Linked DNA regions of Mustela erminea: region 1 is linked to region 2. A link is a contact called in public Hi-C data. All regions are on one chromosome and are shown on one strand. Each heading gives the region's core, a stretch centred on a gene start, on an enhancer-like site or on the middle of the called end of the contact. The rest is flanking DNA. Distances are from core to core; before and after follow the strand shown. Region 1 holds the start of HIBCH (3-hydroxyisobutyryl-CoA hydrolase, mitochondrial). Region 2 holds the start of WDR75 (WD repeat-containing protein 75).

Evidence for each region. A called contact is a pair of places that touch in the nucleus more often than the background predicts.
Region 1: a Hi-C map of spleen shows a contact between it and region 2, with 12 times the contacts expected there. The contact joins the promoter of HIBCH here to the promoter of WDR75 in region 2. A contact is called at or near these places in 2 of 3 Hi-C or Micro-C datasets (skeletal muscle and spleen).

The regions. Positions count from the first base shown.
Region 1 is chr8:3,047,834-3,054,285 of mMusErm1.Pri, forward strand. It overlaps HIBCH (3-hydroxyisobutyryl-CoA hydrolase, mitochondrial), which reads right to left and starts at 1,958. Exons shown (of 13, transcript XM_032354176.1): 1 at 1,758-1,958. The coding sequence starts at 1,865.
Region 2 is chr8:2,230,787-2,236,809 of mMusErm1.Pri, forward strand. WDR75 (WD repeat-containing protein 75) reads left to right here and starts at 2,607. Exons shown (of 21, transcript XM_032354140.1): 1 at 2,607-2,749; 2 at 4,950-5,079. The coding sequence starts at 2,664.

The DNA.
Region 1 (6,452 bases), core at 708-3,207, 820 kb after region 2:
TGAAAACCAGTGGCCTGAATGCTGCCCGGGTCTACTAATGTGTTTTGTCTGGTCAGCAGTGTTTTAAAACTAGACATTTAAAATCAAGAGATTCACCAAAAAATTGTTTCCCATAAAAAAACAGTTACAGAAAGCTTGGGTCTCCATTCTACAATGGCAACATGGCCTGCCCGGGATGAGAAGCCAGCCTCCTGCGACAGACACTTTCTCTAACTCACAGGTTCCCTACTAGGCCCGACCCTGCTGATGTGTAGCCAGCATTACTCAATGCTTCCTTCCCAGCCTCTGCCTTCGGGTCCGTGACTCCTAACCCAGAACAAAATGTGAGAGAATCTAATACTGAGCCCGGGGAAACAACAATGTAGAAGAGGAGACAGCTCCAGGAGCAAGCGCCGAAACAATGCCGTTGCGCAGAGCACAGGGCCGATGCCGAAAGCCGGGAGTACCGTGGGCCACTGGAAAGATCAAGCTCTTGGAAGAGCCTCCCCCGCTTTCACTTCCAAATCTCTCTCATCCTTGTATCTTCCCTTCAGGACACTTATCGCGAGTCTGCAACTAAGTATTACCTTTGTTTAAATACTGGTTTCTCGTCTGCTTTCTTTTGGGACTTCAAAAGTCTTTATGAGAAACAGTAGCAAGTAGCCCAGGTTGGCTGCAGGGTCAGGGAAGTGTCTAGAACTCCCAGAAGCTAGAATATAACCCTAAGCGGTACAGAATCCATGAAGCAAAGTCGGGTCAAATCTTTGAAGCAGGACTAGGGAATTCTTATTAATTCCGTAAGTAGGCGGACACCTCTAAGAACTTCTTAGCAAAAGGACTTCAGCAAGACCACCGGCAGGCACAGGCAGAAGCTAGAAGTCCACGAGTCAAGTTTCTGCAAGAGGAACAGCTGGGAAATCGGAACCAGCAGGAAGGGTCCCAGGCGGAGGCTGCGAGCGCGGCAGAAGTCGGAGAACTTCAAACACCTAGAACAACTCCGAGACGCCGCAAGCCCCGACGGGTGCGGGTCACACTCGGGTGCGCCGCAAGCCCCGACGGGTGCGGGTCACACTGGGTGCGCCGCAAGCCCCGACGGGTGCGGGTCACACTGGGTGCGCCGCAAGCCCCGACGGGTGCGGGTCACACTGGGTGCGCCGCAAGCCCCGACGGGTGCGGGTCACACCGGTGCAAACCGGCAGCGGAGCGGCGGACGACCCGTGCAGGCGGCGGGGACTCGCGCCCGGGACAGACGCGCCCAGAGAACCCGAGAGCTGTCTTGACCTGGGACGGCTCCCCAGGACGCCGGGAGCTGCCGGGGCGCCGCGACACGTACGAACGAGCGGAGCCACACGCGGCAGGGCCAGAGCGCGCAGGGACACAGGGTCCGCAGGAGTCCGAGGCGGCTCAGCAGTGTCCCCGCAGCGCAGACGCCCGACCTCCGCGCACACCACCCCGGGGCCCCCGCCGGAGAAGCCGGCCAGAACCGGCCGCGCACGCCCCGCACGCCGCAGCCCCGCACGCCGCAGCCCCGCAGCCCCGCAGCCCCGCACGCCGAAGCACCGCCCCGCACCGCCCCGCACCGCGCCGCGAAGGAAGAGGCGGGGCGGGCGAGGCCGAGGGAGCGCGGGGCGGGGCGCGGCGGGGCGTGCGCCCGGGTCCGAGTCGTGCCCCCGACGGCCGCCGGGGACGTCGAGGCCGGGCCGCCCCCGCGGCGCGCGACCCTCTGTCCCTCGGCGACAGCCGGGAGCCCGCGCTAGGCCGCTCGCTCGCTCGCTCACCCGGACACGAGCCTCCACGTCGGCGACCCCATGGCTCAGGAACCCGCGCGCGGAAGGTGGCAGGGGGCGTTGCCCCGCGGGATCTCGCGATCTCGCGTGGTCTCCCATCAGACCCGCCCACCGCCGCCCGGCTCCGCCCTGCGCCGCGGGACACAGAGGACGGGTCCTCCAGGCGGCCAGAGGGGCCCGCGACGGGCTTTCCGCCCCGCCCCCTCACTGGCGGCGCGACGCAGAGGGGCGGGGCGAGAACAGCTGCGGGCGGAAATGGGGGGAGGGCGGGGGAAGAGGATGGAGGTGGGGCTTGGTTAGGGGGCGGGGCTTTGGCGAAGGCGGGGACAGGGTGGGGCCGGGCGGAAGGAGCGGCCTGGACCCGAGCCTGGAGGACTGGGAGGGAAGAGGTCGCTCTCGGCTGCTGCCCCGGGCGGCTCGGTGTGTTACACATGGGACTCTGCTCGGCTTTGGCTGCGATCCGGATCTCGGGATCAGGGTTCCAGCCCCATGTTGGGCTCACCTCTCAGTGGGGGGGTGCTCTGGAGACCCTCCCTCTGCCCCTCACCCCTCTATCAAATAAATCTTTAAAAAAGGAAAAATATATATTTTTTGTTCCCTAGAGGCTCTGTTGGGCTAGACCCGACCAGCAGGCATTGGCATGAAAGACTTTGCTCGAATTTTAAGATTTTTTTTAACGAAAAATAAACATTTAGTATTCTCTTCTTTGAGAATCAGATGAAATACACACTTGATAATAGGATCCTGGTGTAGTTTATGAAATCCCAGCCTTACCAAGCAGAAGCTTTAACATTAGGACTGGCACATGTCAAGTTTTTTGGCGAAGCTATAGATCCCCAGTCTTCCTCAACGGCAGACAAAAATTTGTCTTATTAAGAGGTGATAGACACATCTTGACCAACAAAACTGAAAGTTACTGTTATCAGCGAAAGCATAATTATATTCAGAAAGTAGCTTACTCTTAAATGAAATCAAAGTTTACCTTATCCATTAGGATTCACTGTTAAGTCGATTCAGAAGAACGTTTCTCTGTATCCAGATACACCCAGATGTCCAGCCCCAAACATTTCATCACCACGTAAGTATTGACACGTTAGTCAGAAAAAAGGAATTCAGTGAAGAATTTCAGAGGGAGGAAAGTTAAAGGAATTCGTCTTAGCTAGTTAACATTTAAGAAGATACTATCAAGACTTTATGAAAAATTATTTTTCTCACTTAGGTCAAATATAATTACCAAATGCCCACTGAGCAGAAGACACACGGGCTTCACGGAAGGAACTCCTGACCTGTAATTCCTTTTTTAACCTGCTCTGGAACATCAATATCTGATATCAGCATCTGACATGGCCATCATGTCTCATTCAATGTGCCCCCAAAATGAACAGATCATTCAACCCAGTACGGTTTATTGGAAAGCATGAGCTTTCCTGTTAACCCAAGATTCAAACCTTTCCTGTTCCTGAAGCTTCATGTTCATGTGACCTGCACCTCACAAAGCCCCATGCTTAGAAAGGCCCTGTCTTAGTTTAATGTCCTACTTTTAACAGTTTTTTAACAAGATGTCTCACATTTTCTTTTCGCCATAGGTGGGCCTACAGATTATGTAGTCAGTCACATCCTGTCCCTAGCATGCTAATAGTTTTGTGACCTTAGGCAAATTACGTAATCCAAGATGTTTTTCAAAAGTGTTCATATCATTTTGGACTAAGAATTCTAGTTGCAGACAGCCCACAGAATAGGAAAAAAAATTCCAAATGATACATTTAATACAGATTTTGTAGCTAGAATATATAAAGAACTGTTACAACTTAATAATAATTTAAAAAATCATTCCAAAGTGAGCAATGAATCTGAATAGGCAGTTCTCCAAAGAAGATCTACCAGTGATCAATAATCATATGAAAAGATTCTCAATATGATTAGCCAACAAGGAAGTATAAATCAAAACCATAATGAGATAATGACTTCATACCCACTAAGATGGTTATAATCAAAAAGACAGAAAATAACAAGTGTTGGGGGAGATGTAGAAAAATGAGAGTCTTCATACATGATCAGTGGGAATATAAAATTTTATGGCCATTTTGGAAAAAATCTGGCAATCCCTCAATTGGTTAAATATAGAGTGACCTTTGGCCTAGTAATCTCACTCCTATGAATATACCCAAAGGAAACGAAAGTGTGCCACACAAGTGTTTACAGCTACTCATAATAACCAAAGAGTGGAAATAATTCAAATGTGTATCAACTGCTGGATTTTTAAAAAGTAATACATCTGGGGCACCTGGGTGGCTCCATCGGTTAACATTTGCCTTCAGCTCAGGTCATGATGTGCTACAACATAGATGAACCCTGAAAACGCTGTGCTAAGTGAAAGGAACCAAGGACAAATGATCACAAGTTCATTAATATGAGTGTCCGGAATAAGCAGATGCATAGAGACAGAAAGTAGACTAGGGTTTAGAAGGGGTCGTAGAACAGCTGGAGGATGCCAGCTAGGAGGTACTGGGTTTCCTTCTGGAGTAATACAAATATTTTTAAATGTATTCTGGTGATGGTTGCTCTATACTAAAACCATTGAATTGTGTACTTTAAATGGGTGAACTGTATGGTATGTGAACCATATCACAGTTTTAAAATCAAAGAATTCTGGTTGCTCCACATCCTCATCAACTTTTTGTGCTGTCTTTAATCTTAGCCTTCTGATGTATGTGTTAGCTCACTGTGGTTTTAATTTGCATTTCCCTGGTGTCTAATAATATTGAGCATCTTTTTTTGTGTTCATTATCTGCTTTGGTAAAGTGGCTATTCAGTTCTTTTGCCTATTTTAAATGAGGTTATCTTTTTATTGTTGTTTGACGTAGTCATCATCTAATGCTGTTACAAATTGCCTCAAGATTCAGCAACTTAAAATAACAAACATTCATTATCTCTTTCAGACTCGGAAACATGGGAACCAGAGAGAGGCTGAGAAGTGGTTGTGGCTGAGTCTCTCCTGAGGTTGCAGTCCTGGTGGGACTGCAGTCATCTGAATGCTCAACCGGACAGGAGGACCCCTTTCCAGACTCACTCATGAGCTCGTTGGCAAGCTTCAGCTCCTCTCCACGTGGTCCTCTCCACGGAGCTGTCACAGAGTAGTGGCTCTGTGTCTACAGAGTGTGTGATCCAAGAGAGAGAACCACTCAAGAGAAGCCATAGTATCTTTCATAACCCAATCTTGGAAGTCACCTACCATCACTACCTCCTCGTTCTGCTGGTCACACATACCACACCTGGTGCAGTGGGGGAGGGGACTGCAGCAGGGTGAGAATACCAGGCGGCTGGGCTCATTGAGACCTGTTTGGAAGCTGGTTACTGCTCTTGAATTTGTATTTTCTTTTCTCATTCCCAGCCAGTCATCAGCTATTTCTTAGAAGTATCTCTCAGATTTGCCCTATCCTCTTAATGCCCCAGTGCCACGATTCTGGTACCCATGTAAAACATTCAGATCTAACTTCTCTCTTCTCCCACAAGCATCACATCCTTCGATTCACTGTGCATTTCACTGACAACAAATCCTCCCTGTACCATGTTTCAGCTGCTAAGTCATCTCACAATTGTCTCTAGCTGTGTAGTCTAATACTGGACACATGTGGCTACTGAACACTTGAACTGTGGTCCATGCTACTGAGGAACTCAATTTTTCCTTGATTTAAATTTAGTAACTGGAGGGGTAAAAAACATTTTTAATATTGGTTACATGTCAAAATGGTAATATTCCAGACATATTGGATTAGGGAAAATATATTATTAAAATGACCTTCACCTGTTTCTACTTTTTTAGTGTGGCATAAAAAGTTTTCAATTACATGTGTGGCATTATTAGTGAACAGTGATGGTCTATAACATTGAGTTCAAACTGACTGACTTTTGAGGCAACAGAAACAAGAATCCACCTTAACTATCCAAATTCATTTCCTGTGTAACCTGCCCTCTTCAGTCCTGTCATAATCTCTTCTGGATGTCCCCAAGGCCATAGTGTTGATTTGCTGCCTCTGTGCCTGGGCTCATGTGATTCCACAGGCCATGAAAGCTGTTATTTTATCCTCTTCTAAAAGTTTTCCATCCTTAAGACCTGTCTTAAGTCTTATTTCCTGCAATAGTCTCTTATTCTAACCTGAACTGGGCTTTTTTTTTTTTTTCCCTGAATTTGAGTTATACTTTTAATCAGCATCATAGATGATCACTCATTTCTTGCTTACTTATTTGTTGAATGCTAATTTTTTCTCTCAAATTATACATTCCTTCAGGATAGAAACTGTATCTTCTAGGTTGTCTGAATTCTTCAAAAAACCTGTTGGGAGGGGCGCCTGTGTGGCTCAGTGGGTTAAGCCGCTGCCTTCGGCTCAGGTCATGATCTCGGGGTCCTGGGATCGAGTCCCGCGTCGGGCTCTCTGCTCAGCAGGGAGCCTGCTTCTCTCTCTCTCTCTCTCTCTGCCTGCCTCTCTGCCTACTTGTGATCTCTCTCTGTCAAATAAATAGATAAAATCTTTAAATTAAAAAAAAAAAAACCTGTTGGGAACATGATAAACGGCCATACAAATCTGATACACTAATTAACTAATTAGGAAAGAGATTTTGGAAACAAATAACTCTGTGTGTATTTTGATCAGTGTAAACCTGGCACTGTTATGGGAAAATAAGGTT
Region 2 (6,023 bases), core at 1,357-3,856:
TTTTTTAAAAATTTTTTTATAAACATATAATGCATTACTAGGCCCAGGGGTACAGGTCTGTGCATCACCAGAAATGAAAAGGAATGAAAGAAGCCAGACTCGAAAGCCGGGTACTAGATGACGCTGTTTGAGTGTCTGGAAAAGGCAAAACTGTAGGGACAAAGAACCAATCAGTAATTGCCGGTTTATGGCTAATTTCATGCGTCAACTCAACTGCGTCATCGGGTTGATTCCCCGATATTCGGCTGAACCTTCCTTCTCGGGTAGTCTGAGGCAGGATTTCGAGACGGCCCCGGCATTGGAGTGGACGGAGTCGCGGACTGCCCGGTGCGGGCAGCATTCGGGGCCCGTTACGGACCTGCGAGGAGAGTCGGAATGAAGGATGCGCTGCTCTGGACCGGCCTGCGGGCCTCCGCACTGGTCTTCCCCTGCACGGACCAGCCTGACCGCATCCCCTTCCCGCGCAAGCCGCCGCGGAGCACCGGCCTCCGGGTGTCCCCTGCAGACGGTGGGCCCTTCCCGCCGCCGGAACTGCGCGCGCCCATCCCCGTCCCTTTAAAGCAGACGTCGGCCGCCATCGGTCCTACATACTAGGTCCTACTGGTCTGTTCCTCCGGGGACTCCGGACAAAACGGATTTCAGCCCGGAGACGAGACCCTGGAAGGGTGAACGTGGCCAGAAGGGTTTCCGGTGCTACCCGAGGTCACGATCGCCCTGGAAGGACCTTCCCGCACGACGCCGGAGGAGGGCGGGGAGATCGCGGGGGCTTCGCCCTCACAGAGGAGCCGCCTGGCCCGGCTCCGTCGGCGGAAGGCCCGGGACGCGTCCGACCCCGCGCCCGCCCCCGCAGGCAGCACCCGCCGCCTTCCCCTCCGCCTCGCCCTCCTGGTGCCGCAAACGCTCCCGACGGCCGCGCGCGCACCCGAGCCTGCGGCCCCTGCGGCGCGCCGCGCGTCCCCGCACCAAGGCCGGGAGCAGCGAAGCCCTCGGCCTCGGGACTGAAGGTCGTCGTCCTCCTCCCCGAGGCGGCGCGTTCCAGGCCGCATCCCGACGGGGCCGCGCCGCTCCCGCCGCCCTCCGGCCGCTGCTCGCCGCCGGCTCAAGGCCACGCGGGCCGGACGCCGCGTCAGCGGTCCTTCCCGCTGCGACGGGTCCTCGAGAGGCCGCCCGTCGGCAGGCCTCGTCTTCGTGGGTCGTCCCCACACCCGAGCCTCAACACGCGGCGACGGGCCTTCCGGTCCCGGCTGCCGAGAGTCGTCCGCCCGGTGTCCCCGGAACTCGTCTCGACTCCACGGACGTCCCCGCAGACACAACGGGGCGATCCGTCCGGACGGCGCTGGAGTCCCGCGGCCTCTGCAGCGACCGCAGCGAGCCGTGCCCCGCCGGCCGCCTCGGCAGCGCCAACGAGCCGGCGTCCTCCTTGGAGACGAGGACTCGGCCAGCTCCGCGGCGTCGCCCCGACGGACACGGCGCCGGGCGCCGCCGAAGCGCGGCGGCCGCGGCACAGGGAGGGACGCGCGGCCGGACCGGGAACAAGGCGCAGTGACGGGCGCAGCCGGAAAACGCGCTCGGCGTCGACGGCGAAGTCTCCGGGCCGCGGCCGCTCCGACCCGACGGCCGCGCCGCAACGGCTCCTGAAAAGCTGCTGACGCGCGACTTTACCTCACGTCACCGCGCGGCGCTGACGCGCACGAACTCGCCGGGTCACACCTCAGCCCCTCAGACATCCGCGCTCCCCCGCTGGCTCCCGCCCGGTCACCGCGGGGACACCGGGGGCCGCGCACGCGTCACACAGCGGGAAGTGCCGCGCGCAGGGCGCACCCGCTCCCCCCACCGCCGAGCCGCAGCCGTCGCGGGACGCAGAGGCCCGTCGGGCCCGGCGCGCGGTGGCCGGACGGGCGGGGACCCGAAGCCCGGCCGCGGCCGCACGGGAAGGAGCGGGGACGGACCCGCGAGGGCCCCGCCGCCGACCCACGGGGAAGCCGAAGCCCACGCAGCCGGCGCCGAGGAGCCCGACGAAAGGGTCGAGGACGAAAAGGTCGGAGGGAGCGGCGGGTCGGTCCGAGCGGCTCCGCGGAATCCCTCAACGACCCGAGTCGCGGGGCAGGCGGCCGGCGCCCACCCTCGGAGCTGTGGAGGCTACGGGCACCGGCGCCACGCTCGGCGGCGCGCGAGGAGGCGGCGGGACGAGCAGGCGCGCGGGCAGCGGGCAGCGGGCAGCGGCCCTTCCCCAGGAGCGCGGCGGCGGCCCCGAGAAGGCCGAGCGCCCGCGTCAGCCCGCGGCGCCGAATCACAGCGCGGGAGCGGCCCCTGGCTGGGCGGGGAGGGCCGGCGGGCGGTCACGTGGTAGCCCGCGGCCGCCCTTCCCTCCTGGCGGAAGAAGTTACAGAAGCAAATGGACAGAGCCGGGAGACGCTTCCTTGCACTAAGTACGCGCTCAGCGGCGTCTAACCTAAACGGAGCGCCTCTGTGTCTCCGTTTCGCTTCCACCTTTTCCACACGTGTCCGACGTTAACGTCGCCCACACCAAAGATGGCGGCTGGGTCTTACCACCGAGACGGAAGCCTAGAGGAGCCCCCGCTCGGGCTCTGTGGGCGGAGACTCGCGCGCCGGAGGCCGTCCGGGGCGGGCCCGCGAGCCGGAGGCCCTGCGCCTGCGCGAAGATGGTGGCGGCGGAGAGTGTGCGCGTGGTGCGCTGTGGCGGCAGCGAGTTGAACTTCAGGCGGGCGGTGTTTTCTGCGGATTCTAAGTACGCGGCCGCGGCGCGTCGGGACCGGGCTGGGGGGCGTGAGTCGCCGGGGCGGGGCGGGGGCTGGGGGGCGGTCCGGCCGGTCCGGGCTCGCAGACGCGCCGTGGGCTCCGGGAATCGCGCGTGCGGGAGCCCCGGGGCGCGCGGAGGGGGCGGCGCCGAGGGTCGCTCCTGGCGCGGCGGCGGCCGGCGGGGCGCTGCCCCCGGGGCCGCGGCTTCGGCGGCGGAGCGAGGGCCGGGCGGGCCCGCGTGTCCCCGCGCGGCGCGGAAGCCCGGGCGCAGGCTCCGCCCGCCGCTGCCCCTGCGCGCCCCGAGGAGCGTCCCCCGTCGGGAAGAGCGGGGCCTCGAGTTGCGGGGCTCAGATTCGCGTCTCGCCCGCGCCCGGCGTGTCTGACGCGGCCCCGCGCCGGCCCGGAGCTCCGGTCTCGCGGCCGCGGGGACCCGCCCGTGCCGGGCGCTCGCTGCGTTCCCCGCGCGGCTTCTCGCTCCTCGGTGGCCCGGGCTGTGTGCGGGAGCCGCGTTCTGTCGTCTCGCGGGGCCGCTGGGGGCGGGGCGCGGTCGGCGGCGCGGCCGCACAGCCTCCGGGTCCCCGCGGTCCCTGCCGGCGGCGTCTGGCGGGCGCGGGGGCGGAGGGGATCCCGCGCGCTTCCGCCGGTGGAGGCGCCTTCCACCCCGGAGGAGTGCGGGCGGCCGCCGGGGGGCTCGTGCCCCGCACGGCGCGGTGCTCAGGGCTGGGCGAGAGTCGCCGAGCGGTGCCTCCGGGGCTGGCCTCGCCGCGCTGGAGCCGAACGGACCGGGCCCGGCGGCCTCCCCTGTGCCCGCGCGGCGCCCCCGGGTCCTCGCCCCGCGTCGCGCGCCGGGAGACGCCTCCGCACGTGTCCTCGCCCGGCCCCGCGCCGCCCTGAGCGTCCCCGGACGCGGTGCTGATCCGCGGCGGGAGGCTGCGCGGCGGCGGCTCCCGAACCGCGTGCGTTTCCCGGAGGGGCTCGCGGGACGGCAGCGGCGCCTCCGGGCAGACCGGCCCAGAGCGCCGCCAAGTCTCAAGTTTAGACCGTGTCCTCAGGGCGGGGGACACGCACCAGCTGTCACAGCGTCGCCTCTGAGGAGGTGGTGCGGCCCGGCCGGCGGGACCAACCTGGCACGACGGGGCAAGACGAAGGCAGGGGCCGCGCCGGGAGACGACTCCGGGCTGCGGATGCCGAGCGGGATTAAGGTCCTCCGGGGAGCGAAGAGGCGGCTGCAGCCCAAGGGGAACCGCATACCTCGGACGTCCTTAATCTGTTGCGTCTCCCGCCTGCGGCCGCCGGCCCGTCCTGCTTCCGAGGTGAACGCGTCTGAGAGCAGGTGTCTGAGAGCCGATCAAACCGGACGATGGGGACCCGCACAGCAATGCCAGACGCACCCGTTCCTCCTCCTGTGACGCTTTCTTACTGGTTCATCCACCGCGTTTACTGCGTCTTTGAGGATCGGTGATTCTGTTCAAACTAGATTGGACATTGGGAATCCGAGACCCGGGAAGGCCTTTGCCCTGTCCGAACTTTCGGCAGATGCGTCCAGATGTCTGTGTCTGTAAGAGAAGGAATTTCGGCCCGACGCGGGCAGTACTAGGGCCAAGTCCCGTACAGGGCACTGGGGAGCACAGAGCAGAGATGTAGCCCAGGAATTCTGCGGTTTGTACCTTCCACGGTGCCCGTCACGCAGGTACAGGGTTTAGTCGAAATGGGCACACAACAAACATCTTTTTTCTTTGTAGAAACTAGAAGATTTGTACCTCTGAGCTTTGTTCTGAGACTGTATCCATAATGAAAACTGTCGAGTAAACATTGCCCCCCACTTAACTACTTTTAGTAATTTAGTAACTTCTGCCGCAGATCCAAAAAGCAAAACCAACAGTTTAGCAACGAGAACTGTCGCATCGTCTTTGTACTCTGCTGCAAAAGAGGCCTTGCCACCTGGACAGAGCTCCGACTTAGCGTTTATGAGGTGGTGTCGCCAGTGATCAGGGAGAGTGAGGGACATGGGACGATGCTGTCAGAGTGGTGGCGTAGACTTAATACATGCCACACAGTTTTTAATATAGAGTTCTTGAAACTTGTTCTAAAAGAAACCTCTGTTGCAAGTTAAAATTTTTCTCATGGGCTATAAAAAAAGATGATGCTTTCTGCAGAATATATGAAGCTTAATTTTTTCTTATTTGCAGGTATATCTTCTGTGTCTCTGGAGACTTTGTTAAAGTTCATAGCACAGCTACAGAAGAATGTGTACACATATTGCAAGGACACAGAAATCTGGTGACCGGAATCCAACTCAACCCCAACAATCATCTACAGGTGTCAAATGATTCATAATTGATATTTTAGTATTGGCTTTGTTGTTCCGAGGAGATTATGAATTGATTTTGGCTGGGAGACTTTCCAGGTTATAATTAGAAAAATACAGATATCCCTTGCTTTTCAGAAGTTTGTATTATGCCACTTCATTTTTACAAAGAAAAAAGAAAAGCAAAAATTGTGCTCAGTATTTATTTTGCAACAAGGTGTTACAGAGGCAGCATGCACCCTTCCAGCGAGAGTGGCACCACCAGTCTCCTTTCCCAGGGGCTACCTCTCTACCTTTCAACTGTCTGGGAGCACCTGTGCTTTATCTCCATGTATGTCATACATCCATCAGCAAGATGAGTCCTAAGGTGTCAGAAAAGCGTAAGAGAGGTTATTTTTGGGGTCTTGGAAAATTTTTCCATATGAATTAATGGCAGTTACTTTTGTTTTATACCATCTCCACTGCAAAAGGTTTCCAAAGGATACTTACAGATCAGATTTTCTGATTCAGGGTATTTTTCCACATATTTTTAGTTATTAAAATAGGTTCACAGCCTAGAACTACATTGCCCCCCATACTGTATTCTGTAAACCATTTGTTCCAAGGGATGCTGATAGGTGTTGTTTAAAAGAAGACATTCTTGGCTATATGAGTTTCTGAAATTCAGGGCTACGCACAGTTAGGTGAATTTTTTGGTTATAGAGCCTCTCAAGTCCTTTTATAAGCGTTGTGAATATCAGGAAGGGGTGTGTACCATTTCGTTTCTCCAGTTTATATGCCCTTGAGCGCTTTGGTTTCTGGAACACATTTTTGAAAATGCTGGCTAAAAGGGATTGCTGTTAGAGACATGCTCTGTTACAGATGAGACTCCAGTGCTGGTGCAAATCTCACCTAATCTTAAAGCCAGTGCTGGACAAGAAGGGATTCTTTAGTCAGTGGATGGACCAGATAATTT